Linked DNA regions of Capra hircus: region 1 is linked to region 2. Evidence: chromatin contacts called from public Hi-C data. All regions are on one chromosome and are shown on one strand. The core of a region is the stretch at or near the end of the contact, and the rest is flanking DNA. Distances in the headings are between cores, read along the strand shown. Region 1 overlaps PAPD5 (non-canonical poly(A) RNA polymerase PAPD5). Region 2 overlaps BRD7 (bromodomain-containing protein 7).

Region 1 (2,700 bases), core at 51-2,550, 120 kb before region 2:
GAAAGAATGGCGATCGCGCGTAACTCTGCCGTGCTTAGGCAGGGGCTTCCTTAAGGCTCCCTTCTCCACGTGTGTTGCCAGCTTTGTTCTCGGCGTCCCTACCCCGGGGCCGGGCTTGCGGAGAGGACTTAATGAGAACGACCTTGAGTGAAAGATGGACTCAGGCTGTCCTCCCTGCCCCCGTGGGTGTGCTGGCCCTTGCTTGGGAGGCACAGAAGGTGGGCTGCGTGTTCACCTGCCCTCGCCGAGGACAGCAGGCCAGGTGACCTGCTCTGGGCTCTGCAGGGTCACCTGGAGGGGCTGGTCTGCCTGTGCCGCTCTGCTTACAGAAGTGGTTCTTTAAAATCCCGCGGACTGACTGTGTTGAGAGTTGAGACGTCATCCCGTACCGTTTCTGTTAACCTATTTACGATGAGAATTGTTCAGTAAATTATGAGATGCGTGTCACGCGATAGGCATTGCTAGTGTTCTGTCCCGTAGTGAATGCTGGGGTGCTCCCTGTGTTTGGGGTTTCAGATGTGAGGACACAATCCTCAGTTACTTAGAGCTTACTTTTTTATAGTTTGTTTTTAAAGTGTGCAAGTATATAATATATCTCGACCAAAGTTTGTCATGTAAGGACCAGTTTATACTGAGAGACCATTTAAGCTATTAATGCTTCCAGCTATTACTGATGAAGGAATTCATTGAAAATGTAATTTTCTTTTCCAGAAATATCCTGTATTGCCATACTTGGTTTTAGTACTGAAACAGTTCTTATTACAGAGGGACCTTAATGAAGTATTTACGGGTGGAATTGGTTCTTATAGTCTCTTTTTAATGGCAGTAAGTTTCCTTCAGGTAAGTAAGTTATACCCTGCTAGTGTACGCTAAACATTTTTTGTTAAATAAATCAGCTGGGAATCATTTTGGAAAAAAATTTTACTCAGGCTCTAATTAGAATACTTCCCTTGGTTACTGACAACTTTTCCCTTTAAACCGGATACCTTTTTTATGATTTAGCAATTAAATATTTTAAAATCCCAAGGAAAGAATTTTTTTTTTAATCTCATGTGTTCTAATATTTTTGAGACTTTTCACTACAAATTTTAACACAAAAAGTATGGTGCAGTTTCCATAGGTATACGTAGTAACATAAATGCCAAAAATAAGAATGTCTCTCTAAGCAGTTACTATTCTAAGTGGAGACTTACAATTGAGTCTCAGCTCAGTTGAGACTCGCTGTCTGGGTAAGATGTGTTGGAAGTCTTAATGTCGTCAGTGAGCATATTCATGTGGTACAGCAGTGTTGCCAACTGCCTGACTCTGCTGGTGAGTCAGAATGACTTCCTTGATGTTGGGCCAAGCCGACTCTCTCAACATCCTGGGCAGCTGTGAAATCCAGCCTCCTAAATTATCCCCCACACCCGTGGGCTCCACCTACACCCTTGGGATCCCCCCGCGCCCATGGCGCTTTCGGTTGTCTGTAACAGAAGTACTGTTACAATTAGTCTGCTGTAACTCTGTTACCTGTTGGCTGCTCTGTGAAACCAAAATTATAATAATATTGTTTATAGAAGTTAGAATGTCATTCACTATCCTCACCTTGAATTCAGAAAAAATCCAATGTAAATTTTTTTTTCTTCTCGTTTTAGTTACATCCCAGGGAAGATGCTTGCATCCCCAATACAAACTATGGTGTTCTCTTAATAGAATTTTTTGAATTATATGGACGACACTTCAATTATTTAAAGACTGGCATCCGGATAAAGGATGGTGGTTCTTATGTGGCCAAAGATGAAGTACAGAAAAATATGCTAGATGGCTACAGGCCATCCATGCTTTATATCGAAGATCCTTTACAACCAGGTATTGAATTTAGGTAAATTTATGGACATTCAAGAAGAGGGCATTGGGAATTCCTTGGCGGTCCAGTGACTAGGACTTCGAGCGTTCACTGCTAAGCGGGTTCAGTCGCTGGTTGGGAAACAAAGATCCTGCAAGCCACCCAGCTCAGTCCAAAAGAGGCTTAGTCATTATATTGTACTTTAAACTCTCTTCAGATGAAAAATTAAGGATTAACTTGTAATTGTAGTCATTCTTTTTTCCTCAAGATATTTTATAAGCAAACACATGAACGTAAACACACACACCAGAAAAACACGCTGTATGCTTGCACATGAGTGGAGCTGGGGGTAAAATTTATTTGAGTCTTGAAAGCAAAGGAGAACAGGTATTAGCTGTTTGGGTGGGCGTATGCATCTCCAGTTCGATAGCCATTTTCAGTTCTTCTCTCTTTAGTCCTCACTGCCCCTGAGCCTAACCAGTTGTCAGCCCGGGATGTAAGTGAGGATTCTGAGACACACTACATGTTTCAGAGTTCATGAGAAAGAGGGTACCAAGAGACAGTTTATTTTCCTTTTGGACCCTTCTTCCTTCTTTATTTTTGCATAGTGTGCTTTTCCCAGCTTTATGTTGGCTTGAAAGTGAGTGGAAAATTAATTCCTCCTCTGCTTTCATGAAGCTCTGTGTTGCTTGCTTGTATTCTGATTTTTCTGGACAATATTTTTTCCTTGTGTAATTGTAAAATATTTAGATTCTGCATTACTGGACGCCAGTAGAAATGCCTTTAGTCATTTGCTTTAATGTGTTGACTTTGAATATACATATATATATAGGCTTCCAGGGTGACGCTAGTGGTAAAGAACCCACCTGCCAATG
Region 2 (2,700 bases), core at 147-2,646:
GTACTCTGATTTCTTTAAAAAAACATAAAACCAACCAAATGGCAAAATGTTATGTTTTGCTAAAGCTGAATGGTTAGCATCCAGGAAAAAGGTTAAAAAAAAATCCTGTTTTTTGCATCTTAAAAATTAAATTTTAGAGTAAAATTGCCCCAAACTATCTATTTTACACTCCTGAGAATCAAGATTCTCAATAGGATCTTATTTGCTTGGTCTACATCCTAATTTCTTTTTCTAGTATCCAAAGCGGTGGTTCTCAAAGTGTGGTTCCCAGACTAGCAACATCAGCCTTATCTGGGAAATTACTAGAAATGCAAATTCTGAGGTCTCATGAAGGTTCGCAAGTGTCAGCGTGCATCAGAATCATTTGAAAGTCTTGTTAGAACACTAGTGATTAGGCCCTGTCCCCAGAGTTACCGATCCAGTAGGTCTAGTGTACAGTCTGTGAATCTGTATTAGTAACAAGTTTCTAGGCTATGTGGGTGTTGCCCATGCAGGGATCACACTTGGAACATCAGTGATACAGAGCTTCACATTCTACAGTCCAAAGCATCTAATACAGAAAATATGACTGGTTGAAGTTCCAGAGAACAATGTTATAAATTGTACTTACTATGCACTTGAGGTCAGTTTCCATTAAGTTGACTGGTGTCTTTTTTTATAGCCCTATGACATATTCTGGAGCAGTAATTTTTGACTCATGGAAGTTTTGTATCTTTTCCCCAGAAAAACTGGCATTAATCTTTTGTAGGTTGGCAGGTTTTGAACATCTGTTCAATGGGAAAAGACCTCAGAGAGAAGATCTCTTCCTGTTAAATGTAAACAGTGGATAAAGGACAGCTTGAAAGGCAATTAAGCACTCTCCTAGGTGGAAAGAACTAAGGCCTTAGTGCAAAAAGTCTAGAGTAGGGATTGGCAAACTTTTTTGGTGAACAACCAGGTAACATATAATTTAGGCTTTGTGGTCCATAATGTCAGTGACAACTATTAATATTAATCTTTGCCAGTATAGCAAGAAAGCAGCCACAGACAACATAATGGGTGTGGCTGTGCTCTAATAAAACTTTATTTACAAAATCAAGTGGTGTTGGCTCTAGTTTGCTGACACATGGTCTAGAGGCTCAAGTTCTTGCTCTAGCTTCATCTTTAACACACTCTGACCTTCTCAGGCACTCATTGACTTTCACTAGGCCTCTTTAGCAGCTACAAGATAAGTGATTCAACTGCTGATATTTATTTAACTTAACAGTTTATGAGATGGTGAAATGACCATGAAATAGAAAAGCTGAAAAAGTACCAAAGGAAGGTATTATGTTTCTGAACTACCCCTATCTGGTAACTTCATCTAGTTAGCCTGGTCTACAGTAAGCACTTTACTATTTGGTATGGCAAGAGAATATAGCCTTCCGGGCTAGAGTCCAAAAGAGAAATAGAATATAAATAACATATACTTGGAAACTATCCTAAAGTGAAAGGAGATATTCTAACATGTTATTGCCAGACTAGAAATTAGGAGATCTAGCTTCTAATTTACTAGAATGTAAACTTGAACAAGTTCTTCTACTGTTTCAGTCTCAGTCTCACCTATAAAACAAGAGGCTTTGATCCCTACAGTACTTTCTCCACCTAACGCTCTGATGATTCCTACCTTCCAATTTTCTTTTTCATGATTCCAAAATACAACAGAATCCAATTGTTAACGTCACTTACTGAAAGTAAGATATGTAAAACCAGAAGTTAATACAGGTCTGGTTAATACAGCGTATTTTGCTAATTACACAGAGAAAACTAAACAGAAGTACTAGAGCCATTTAACTTCAGGTAGGAGGGTTTCTAATTATAGTTTATAAAATGGGTTCAAATTCTGGCTTTGACACTTATTAGCTATGAGGTCATGGAATAACTACATAAGGTGGAGCAGGGGCCTAATTTCCTCATTCTTAAAATAGACACAATAATATATACAATATGTACCTTAGAAGCTTGTCTTGAGGATTAATAAGTATATGTGAATTTTTAGCACAGTGCCTACCACATGGGCACATGGTAAATATTCATTCATGCATTCAATAAGTAAATGGCATTCTACTGTGCGGACACACACTGGTGGATAAACAAACACAGCCCTGCCCTTAGGAAGCCGACAGTGTAAAATGAGGCAGACATTAAACAACTTGGTAAAAAAAATGCAAACAGATTTCAAGGAGAGAATAACTGCTGGATGAGTCTAATTTAGAACTGGAGAAGTGTGGGAAGACTTCTATGAGGAAGTAGCATTTGAGCTGAGATCTGAAGGAGAGAATTTAGCCAGTGTGGGGGTGGAAGTCAGGGTGGAGGTGGAAACAGAATTCCAGGGAGAGTAAATATTCTGAGTGTATGTAGGCCCGAGGCAGAAGAGAGAAACAGCAGCTATTTTTGTAACTACAAGCACACTGCACTTATATCAAACCGGATTCCTATTTATCCATGACTCAATGGTTAAGTTATTTTATTGATTTGTAAAACTTTTTTTTTTTACTGAATGAAGTAAATCTTCGCTCATATTGTTACTACTAGCTCACTGCACTATGTTACAGATAGACACGCTTGCCTGTTTCACTGGAGTTCCTGGTGGGGAGGGAGGGGTTCAAATGTTATTCAGCTCTCTACCCCCAACCTCAATAATGCCTAATACATAATATTTGTAGATTAATTAATCATTAA

Evidence for each region. Hi-C and Micro-C count contacts between places; a contact is called where the count stands out from the background.
Region 1: a Hi-C map of blood shows a contact between it and region 2, with 4 times the contacts expected there. The contact joins two enhancer-like sites. A contact is called at or near these places in 3 of 5 Hi-C or Micro-C datasets (blood and liver).

Annotation. Positions count from the first base shown.
Region 1 is chr18:18,681,396-18,684,095 of ARS1.2, reverse strand. PAPD5 (non-canonical poly(A) RNA polymerase PAPD5) reads left to right here. Exons shown (of 12, transcript XM_018061950.1): 6 at 712-840; 7 at 1,635-1,848. Among named protein-coding and RNA genes, the nearest start is that of ADCY7, 38 kb to the right of the region's middle. Within about 2 kb of position 1,300, at least 1 of the 5 cell types and tissues checked has an H3K27ac peak or open chromatin away from gene starts, as enhancers often do.
Region 2 is chr18:18,562,322-18,565,021 of ARS1.2, reverse strand. The region is part of intron 2 of BRD7 (bromodomain-containing protein 7); the gene reads right to left. Among named protein-coding and RNA genes, the nearest start is that of BRD7, 18 kb to the right of the region's middle. Within about 2 kb of position 1,396, at least 1 of the 5 cell types and tissues checked has an H3K27ac peak or open chromatin away from gene starts, as enhancers often do.